Regions from separate parts of the Mus musculus genome. Here region 1 is linked to region 2. The links are chromatin contacts, called in public promoter capture Hi-C maps. All regions are on one chromosome and are shown on one strand. The core of a region is the stretch at or near the end of the contact, and the rest is flanking DNA. Distances in the headings are between cores, read along the strand shown. Region 1 holds the start of Chchd6 (coiled-coil-helix-coiled-coil-helix domain containing 6). Region 2 overlaps 4933427D06Rik (RIKEN cDNA 4933427D06 gene).

Region 1 (4,764 bases), core at 144-2,643, 490 kb after region 2:
AAGTTTGATTTATTTCATTGAGTTCACTCATGTAATTACTTAACAATTATCGACCAAGTACACACTAAGTGCCATGCACAGGTATAGAAGAAAGTCTAGCAAGAAGTTTAACAAACAGCTCTGGAGCTGACCTACTTTATAGTCTTGGGTCTCCTACTTTGTTACCTGTGTGACCTTGGACAACTTATGCCAATAGGACCTCAGTTCCCCATAAGCTACAAAATGGACTAATCAAACTTTTGGTGGTATATGCCCCTCCTTAATCCTAGCACTCATGAGACAAGCAGACACAGAGTCCTGGGCCAGCCTGACTTAATATTGAGACCCTGTCTCAAAACAAAACAGAGGAAGAGGTACTAACAATTCTACTGCTCATTGATTGGTTGAAAAATTAAATAATACCTGTAAAGAGCTGCCAGTCTGAAATAAAACAGGAGCTTTTATTCTTGTAAGTTCCGGTGATAAAGTCATGAATTACACAAGAACTTCAGCCAAGCTATCAGCTAGAGCTCTAATGGGAAACACAATAAACACAATTTGTTTCAAACTGTGTTGGATGCTGAGAAAATCATAAATGTGTGGCAGTAGTGTGGGAAGTCGCTTGAGACTGTGGTCAAGGAAGGATTCTTGGATGACACCTGAGCTGTAACAAGAAGACAGCCAGGTTAACGATAACTGAAGAAACATCGAACACCTGGGATCTTCTAGGAAGAACAAGGAGGTCCTGAGGCAAAAATAAGTATCTTATGAAGATGAGGAAACAGGCCAGGAAAGGGATGGGAAGGTCAGTGGGCACCAGCACATCTTGTAAAAGCCAAGTGAGGCTATTCCTCCTGTTCGACGTGGTAAGGACCAACTGTAGGTTTTTAGTTGAAGAGCGGATAAGGCATATGACCTAATACACAGTAGCTGAAACTCTCCTTTTGCTGCCTCACGGAGAAAGGCACGTGAACAAGATTGGAAATGGAAGAACACTTTCAAAACGTGCTGCAGCACACGCAACGAGAAGCACAAGACAAGTGAAACCGGGTAGAGCACGGAACAAATCCGGAACCGAGAGAGCCAAGGCGGTGGAAAATGACTTGAGGCGGCCGGCTGCCCCCGAGTGCCAGCGGCCCCATGTATCTGGTCCCCGGGACGGCGGCTCCCATTCCCGCCCGCACGCTCCTCCGGCCCGCGCCCTCCCGCCGCGCCGCTCACCCGGATGCCCTGCAGCACCCGGACCCGCTCCTCCTCATCCATCTCGAAGGACACCCTTCGGGCCTCGGCGCTCTCGGCGCTGCCCATGACAGGAGGCGGGCAGGGCGTGAGGCCACGCGAGCCGGCTCCACAGCAACCAGGACGACGCTGCTCAGCGGCCTACGCTCGTCACTCGGGACACAGGCCAGCAACACTGCGCTCTATTGGCTGCTGGGGCTGGCGCGCGTTGCCCTGTGGGATTTGTAGTCCAGCATTCTGGCGCCATTAAAAAGCTCTGGAAGGGGGCGTGGCTCTCTGAGGTAGGGGTACCTGTGGGCTGGAAAATTGGACAGAGGGCCAGCCAAATAGACGCTGAGACAAGGTCATGGTTTCTTATAAATCTTATCCCTGAAGCAAAGTAAAAGTCGTGTTCTAAGAATAAACTACCAAGGATGCTAAGACAACTGTTAATGATCTATGTTCATGTTAAGCATTCAGCAGACTTGTACTGAGCCACCCCATGTAACCTGCTTGAGTCATGAAAGAAACAAATTTCAAACACAAGTGAATCTACTGTAGTGCAAGGGAAACGACACTGTAATACCGCGAGACAAATTAATAAATTGTGGCAACCTCACAGATGGAGCCTTTACACAAATGGAGCCTTTAAGACCTAAAGGTGAGTGTAGTTTGCCATGAGATGATAGAGAAAGTACTATGCTAGGGACCAACTGTTAATCCCAATGATGGGAGGAGAAAGACCACCGGCCCAAACCATCCTGGGCAAGTTAATTAAAACAAACTTTTAATTCTTGTACATAGGCTGTCTTCTCCTAAGATGGAGTTCAAGAGGTCAGACTTTGAGGTAGAAAAGATTTTTATAGGTCAAGGATAAGGGGTTTCCAAATTTGAGGAGGGGTGGGGTATGGGAGACAAATAGACACAAAATATAACTAGTTAGTCTTAACCTCTTGTGAAACAAAGGCATGTTTCTTAGTGTTTCTATTGCTATGAAGAGACACCATGGGTGACTCTTAGAAAGAAAAATATTTAGCCTGGTGTGGTAGCCCATGCCTTTAATCCCAGCACTCAGGAGGCAGAAACAGGCAGAAACAGGCCTGTGAGTTTGAGGCCAGTCTGGTCTACAAAGAGAGTCCAGGAGGGCTTGTTACACAGAGAAACCCTGTCCAAAAAAAAAAAAAAAAAAAAAAAAAAAACCCTAGGACTGGTATGGTGCTAGAGGAGGGAATGAGAGTTCTGCATCCTGGTTGACAGGCAGCAGGAAGTAAGATGGCTTGAGCTTCTGAAACCTCAGAACCCATACCACCCCAGTGACACACTTCCTCCAACAAAGCCACACCTACTCCAACAAGGCCATACCTCCCAGTAGTGCCACCATTCATTCTCTATGGACCAAGTATTCAAACACATGAGTCTATGGGAGCCATTCCTATTTAAACCGCCATAACATGTTGCAAGTGTTAGAGTCTGAGAATCACTGAAGGAAGGCCCCAGACTCAAACAGTATGTAAAGGCAAACAATATTTATTCTGCAAAAACAACCAGCATGCGTGGGTCAATCATTCATCAAAATGGTGACCAGAAGAGGAGCTCTTCTTAATCAGGGCTAGTGGAGTTTGCTGAAAGGGTTAAGTAATCTCTAACATGATTAGCTAGGTGTATGGCAGTTACATTAATACAATTTCTGATTGCTTGCTATATTAGTTTTACCATTTTTGGTCAGGAATTTCAGAAACTAGCCCAATTCAGAGTTTGTTATCTCTCTCAGCCAGTTGTCCCAGGAACTGACTCGGTTCTGGTTCATTCTCCCTCTCAGCCAAAAGTCAGGACCCGTATTGACTAACGATCCATTGTCTGTGACTCTCCCAAGGAGTCTTTCCTGCTTCTTTGGGAAACTGAAACTTAAGGCCTAATATGGCTGCCTGTTCTAAAATGGAGTGGTTTAGATCCTCTCATAAAGTGGTCCTAATAAGGTACTCATAACAAAGTGGTCAAGTCATAACAACAGGTACGCATAACAAGGGTACCTGTTATGGTACCTGTTGTTAACGAGAATTTATAAGTGTTGAAGATTTTCTCTTAACTCAGCTAGCTTCCAAATAATGGATACAGGGCTATTAGATTTATTTAGCAGCTTTAAGGCACAACAACTGAGCAGTATTAATCTATTTTAATCCTCTAAACTAATCTGGCTACCTCCCAGTCAAAATCCCCAACATTGGGGACATTTTTTATACAACAATGAGACAGGAGATTCTCAGAATAAGGATTGCAGCCAGATATGTGAGCACAGAAATTAGCATTTGAATAAAACAAGGATAATCTTTACACAGTGCACAATAACCTTTTGCCTACACAAGGTAGTCATAGCAACAGGTGGTCATAAAAACTTTTGAAACAAAAGCATGGTTGACATTTCCTGAAATATGCAGAATAGATTCATTTGTAGTTAAGGTTATCAGTGGGGCATAGCCTAATACTTGAGAAACAGATATTTAATCATAAACTGAAATTAACCTAGTTTGTCTTTATTATAAAATGTCTTTCAAGCCTAAAGTAGAAGCAGGCTGGCTAATCATCCTCCTTTATCTCAGGTGTCTCTGTTAAATTCCTTATAGGGTCTTAGAATTTTTTATCGAAGGAGGAGGGCAAAATTTGCAATGCATCAAAAGATACAGTGCTCATTCATAAATTATATCTATTTGATTAGCGTAGAAAGAACAAAAATTTTAAGATCATATAATCTTGGTATGCCAATAGGTACTATAGGTAGTCATTTTTGTCCCTTCTGCCAGGGAGTTTCCTCTTGATCTAATATTCCAACCATCTGTTGAGGATAAGGGGTGAGTATCATCTTCTGTGACTACGTCCTGCTGACATTAGGACACTATTGTCGAGTTCCGAGAAGACTGGGATGTTGGTGAGAGGCCAGGGCAAGGGCGCATTCATCTAGTTTGTTGTCCCAGTGGAAGAGACAGGGAGTAGTCACATCAAAGGGACTGTTTGCATCACTTTTCAGTTTGTACAGCAGTCTGTAGCCCACAGCTGATTTCTGAATGGTGTCTACTGGCTGAGTGGAACTCTGCCAAGACAGATGTAGACTAGGTTCAGAAGAAGTTAAAGAACTTAAGGAAGCTCTTACATTTGGAGCTTTCCCCTCAGGCGTAGGCAAGAGCTGGGAAGCTGAGATTGTTGATTGACAAGACTACTTATCTGGAGTCTGACCTGTGAGAGGTAGAATTAATTAATTAATTAATTAATTAATTTTATAACTTTCTTAATTCCCTGAAACTTACATTACCATAGTTTGTAATCTGTACTGAAATCCACATTGGAGAAAACAGCTGGAGTGGATTCATACCTCGGAATCATAGCAAAAGCTATGGCTTTTGGTTAAAGGTGTGAACACTTCCTTTTTCTGTTCAGAGGACTGGGTATATATAGACTGGACAGAGGTGTTTTCAGTATAATGGTAAGCATTTTAAGTCTCTACTGAGAAGACAGTCAGACATAATTTAAAATCATGAGCTTGTGATTGATAGTAGCAGTCAGTATTTTAACCAT
Region 2 (4,993 bases), core at 1,643-4,142:
CTCCCTATTGAGTTTCAGACTCAGACTCAGTTTATCTACCAGTAAAATGGGGCTATAACGCCCCAGCCATGGGTTGTCTGGAGAAGCTGAGCAAGACCTGTTCTCACTGTCTGTTTCTCTCCAGACTCAGATGAGCGACCTGGAGAGCAAGGTGATCCCTGTGTGGAACAACAAGACCCAGTGGAAGTAGACGAGCCTAAAGAGTCAGGCCAGCCTGCCAGACCCATTGCTTATGTACGTTCGCAGAGGTCTGAGCCCACAGAGCCCACAGAGCCAGCCGGAGCTGCAGGACGTCATGCTGGTAGAGGAAACGATGAAGAACAAAGAGCTTACCCTGGAAGGCAGAGACGGAGGTGGAGGCAGAGGCAGAGGCAGAGGCAGTGGGCAGAGACAGGCAGCCACTCACAGGCAGCCTTCCAGGAGTGGCAGGAACCCTCTGAGGAACTGGTTCTACAGACATACTTCAGCCACAGTGAAGAAACAGGGGCTGCCATGAACCTGTATCCCACCTTGACTCCAGTAGTCCCTGTGCCAGCAGGGATGGCCCAGTGGCCACCTATAGTTTATGGGTACTGGGCTGCCATGGCTACCTACCCCTATGTTACCTTCATCCCTGTGGCCAACATAGTCCCGTGCTTCATGTCATTCAGGGCCCCCATGTTCTTAGCCTACATCCCTTGGTGACTGGTATCCCTTGGTGCTGGCCCTCCCTGGCTATGTTTGTTTCCCCTGAGGAGGAGGAAAGCTTACAGTTGAAAAGGTTTATTCTTTCTCATAGTTTAGGTTCCAGTTCATCCCAGCCAGGAAACCAGGTACCCAGCACTTACAGCTGGTCTTGACACACCCCAAATCAGAAGCACGAATGCATCCTAGGTCCCCAGATGGCTTTAGATTTGGTGACATTGACAGTTAACACTAACCATTAGACTATTTGTCCCTCCTGGGTTTATTATTTGAAAAAAAATATTTTTATGGTCCAGTGGCCCCTTAACACTTCCCCTTCCCACTTCCTCTCTCTATTCTATTTTTTTAAAAATCTGTCATACAGCCTCAAATGCATGACTCTGGGATCATCCACTAGAGTATGGATAACTAATACTGCAGAAAAATGACTCTATTCTATTTTTTTAAAAATCTGTCATACAGCCTCAAATGCATGACTCTGGGATCATCCACTAGAGTATGGATAACTAATACTGCAGAAAAATGACTCTTCCTCCCTAGCAACCATCATTCACCACCAGCAACTTAGCTGGGGGTGGAGCCTCATGAGCCCCCTCCCCATCCATGCTGCAATGGTGACTGGCTTGAACTTGCAGCATAAGGCTTTCCCAGGAATCTTATACCCTCAGGGAAATGGAGTGATGCTGTACCCCTGAAATCGTGTATTTGTGTATAGAAAGAGCAAGTTACAGAGCTCAGGTGGAATTGGGATGCAAGATTACAGATTTGAACCAACAACGGATGGGACTGAACATCTGATAGCCCCGACTATCACAGAGGGGAGCCAGGAAGGAAGCAAACGGCCCCAGAAGCCGACCCAGCCGTGCCTAGAGCTGGGGAGGATGAGTGTATGTATGTATGAAGTTCTCTGAAGCAGGATATCCTGATGTGGACCCTTATAGTTTGGAGGCAGCAGTAGCTGTTGCTGAATAGTAGTAGTAGTAGTAGTAGTAGTAGTAGTAGTAGTAGTAGTACTAGTTGTTGTTGTTGTTTTTACTATGATATCTTATTGTGTGTATCTGTGTGGGCATGTATGTGGCACAGTCTGTCTATGGAGGTCAGAGGACAACTTGCAGAGACAGCTCTTAATTTTTACCCTGTGCAGACCCGAGCCTTGAACCCAGGCCTGTAGGCTTGGCAGAACGTTTTTACCGGAAGCACTGTCCCACCAGCCCAGGATCCCCAAGTGAGTTGAAAGGCACTAGAAGTTCAGACTAGATTGAAAATGAGTAAGTCAAAGAAAATTGGACAAATTGAACAAAAGGCACGGGGGTTTATGAAAGGAAACAAAGAGAGTGAGCCACATTTAAAACACCGAGTAAGAGGCTGGGCGATAGTGGCGCACACCTTTAATCCCAGCACTTGTGAGGCAGAGGCAGGTGGATCTTTGTTAATTCTATGCCAACCTGGTCTGCAGAGTTACATGATGAGACCTGTCTCAACAGAAGGCTAAGTGTGGAATAGTTTGGTAATAATAGCCTTTTGGCCTCAGTGAGAATATTTTAAATGTCTTCTTCTTCTTTTTTTTTTTTTAATTATCATTAATGGGAATTTCCTGTCAGTTTTCTCATGGATGTCTCTGATCAAGTTAAAATAGTTCCTGTCTTCAGTACTCCTAAAGGTGAATTATAAATTGGATTTTGTATTTATGAAGTTTGTATTTGTTTCTAAGAAAAATGTCCAAGAAGAGTTTTTATCATGAATCTTTGTATGTGTGTGTGTGTGTGTAGTTAACTATCCTTTTAAATAAATCCTCCTCTTGGGCTTTGGTTGTACAAAATTCTTTTTGTAAAATTTCATAAATTAGCAATGCAAAAGCAAAATGTGTTTAGAAAAGCTGTCCTCCTGAAGTTATGGAAGACAGTAGGTTTGGTTTCCTCCTGCCTGCTAATTTCCTGTAGCTGTAGAAGCCTGCTCAACATGTGTGTGCTCTGAAGTCTCTGCTGTATTTTGATTTCCCATACATACAGCACTCTGTCCATGTTAGTCACTTGTTTCTTGTTGCTGAGATCAAATGCCTGACAAGAAGCTACTTAAGGAAGGGGCTATCTTGGCTCAGTTTGAGGGAATACATTCTATGATGATGGGGAGGTTAAGTGGGAGAGGCCGGGTCACATTGCACCTGGCAGTCAGAGGTCAGACAGGAAGTGGGGCTGGACTACAAAACCACAAACCTCATCCCTAGCGACTCACTTTGCCCTCCAGAAAGTTCACAACCTTTCATTTTCAAGTAGCACCAGTACAAACACAGGAGCCTCCTGAGGACACCTATATCCAAACCACAGCACCATCTCTCAGAATCATCCAGAACCAAGCTCGGGGACCAGACAGGTGTCATAGGTGTGGTAGGTACATTGGGAACTGTCCCTTTGCACCCCATAGCTCCTCCATCTGACCTTGAAAGCAGTGGGAAGCACAGTGGGCAGATCTGTGGGGTTCTCTGATTTGTGAGCCTAAAGGATGTCACCTCAGGACCCCTCCACCTGCACTTCCTGTCCTCATACAGCAATCTCCACACACATAAGTTCTGGCTGTGCCATTTCTAAGGCATTCCCATGGCCACAAGGCCTCATCACACTTCTACACAGATCTTTTTGGTTTTAGATACAGTTTTTCTGTGTTGACCTGGCTGTCTTGGAACTCACTTTGTAGACCAGGCTGGCCTCCAACCCACAAGAGATCCACCCGACCTTGTTTCCCAACTGCTGGGATTAAAGGCATGCACCACCGTGTCCCAGTTTACACACATATCTTAAGGACCAGCCTGCTTTTGTGGTTTTTGTTGTTTGTTTTTAAGTTTATAAAATAACTTATCAAACTTAGATCCCTGTGTCAAATGGTATGGTCTATTTTATTTTAATAGATGCTAAGATACTGCATCCAGATTAGTTCTCACACAATGCCAGCTTATGGTGTGAGGCGTCGTTGCTGGCAGGCCATGCTGGGGCTCTGGAATTTTTGGCAATATCTTAGATAAAAACTCGTTATTTTATTTTTGTTCTAATTAGAATTGCCTCGGCTATTAATAAGGTTCCATATCTTTTTATTTTTGTTTATCTACCTGTTTAATTTGCTGGCTCGCCTCATTTCTTTGTTCCAGGTCAGCATATCTCCTCTGCACATGCTCTGTGGGGTGCCATTCCTTTGTCTCCTCCTTTGGGAGCATTACTGTTAGAAGCAGCAAACTTGGGGGTTTCTGCTCACACCACCTTCCTCTTCCTTTCCCAGGCTGCCTTGTGCTGTGGGACTCAGCTCTGTCACCTTCCAGTTCACCCAGGGAGCAACCCTGTCACCAGGGCAGAATCTCACCACTTCTTGCAGGTCCCATCTGGTCTATGATGCTGAATTGCAGCCTGACTCATTAGGGTCAAGCCACGTTCAGACATCACCATAGGGCATTACAGAAGTCCCTGGCCTGGCCTGCAAAGAATGGACACCTGCAGGCTCACCCAGGCCTGGGGAATGTGGGCCTCTGACCCCTATCTGAGGCATCTTTTTCCCAGCATTCCAATTGTTAGCTTGGGATAGCCAAGCTGCTCTGGGTGACTCAGGCCTGCCTAGATATATCACGACTCTCCTGCCTTTGGGTGTGTGGGGACTGCATGCCTGCCTGCTTTATGGTCGTCAGTTAGGATACTGTTCAGGACCAGATGACCATGGCTGGCAGAAAGTCTTGCTCTTTTTGGATCAGTTACCTCTTTGTCAAGTCATTTATTCTAGCCATAGAGGACTGAGCACTCCACAGGCTTCTTTTGGGAGCCTCCACTCAGAGCAGACTCTCTTACCTTCCTCCCCGCTGCCTGTGGGTTTTGTGAGCTGTCTCACCTCCTCAAAATGCTTTGGTACTTGGGATTTCGATTTTCTTTTTGTTGAGACAGGGTCTCACGTAACTCAGGCTGAACCTGGATTTGCTATGCAACTGGGGGTGGGGGTGGGGGGCTGTGTGTGTGTGTGTGTGTGGTCCTTCTGGTCTGTCTGCCTCCAGTCCTCCTAAGCGCTTTACTGATCAAGGCCCAGACCCAACCTCAGCCGCCTAGATTTGGATTTTATAGTTTAAAAAAAGAGAGAGATTTTTCTCCTGGTTTGTTTGAATTAGCTAAACAAGACTTGAAGGGGCTCCTTTAGGGAGCCATCCCTTCACATAATGTCAAGACTCAAAGGTTACAACTCATGGTATAGTCAAGGTGGCATATAGAAATGTGATCACGTGACAAGGGAGGTTGACGAGGTAGGACCTGCTGGCATAAATCTGTGAACAACATTCATTAAT

Evidence for each region. Promoter capture Hi-C pulls out the DNA fragments that hold promoters and counts their contacts.
Region 1: a contact with region 2 is called in a promoter capture Hi-C map of embryonic stem cells, with 5 times the contacts expected there. The contact joins the promoter of Chchd6 here to the enhancer-like site in region 2. A contact is called at or near these places in 5 of 39 promoter capture datasets (the 3T3-L1 cell line, the C10 cell line, embryonic stem cells and 1 more), 2 of 15 datasets of contacts at CTCF or cohesin (the NIH/3T3 cell line and large pre-B cells), 2 of 484 Hi-C or Micro-C datasets (bone marrow-derived macrophages and nephron progenitors), 3 of 115 datasets of contacts at active chromatin or transcription factors (bone marrow-derived macrophages, differentiating embryonic stem cells and large pre-B cells) and 1 of 9 other capture datasets (macrophages).

Annotation. Positions count from the first base shown.
Region 1 is chr6:89,594,259-89,599,022 of GRCm38.p6, forward strand. Chchd6 (coiled-coil-helix-coiled-coil-helix domain containing 6) reads right to left here and starts at 1,394. Exons shown (of 8, transcript NM_025351.3): 1 at 1,201-1,394. The coding sequence starts at 1,287.
Region 2 is chr6:89,107,544-89,112,536 of GRCm38.p6, forward strand. It overlaps 4933427D06Rik (RIKEN cDNA 4933427D06 gene), which reads left to right. Exons shown (of 4, transcript NR_134978.1): 4 at 125-2,496. Among named protein-coding and RNA genes, the nearest start is that of 4933427D06Rik, 14 kb to the left of the region's middle. Within about 2 kb of position 2,893, at least 15 of the 459 cell types and tissues checked have an H3K27ac peak or open chromatin away from gene starts, as enhancers often do.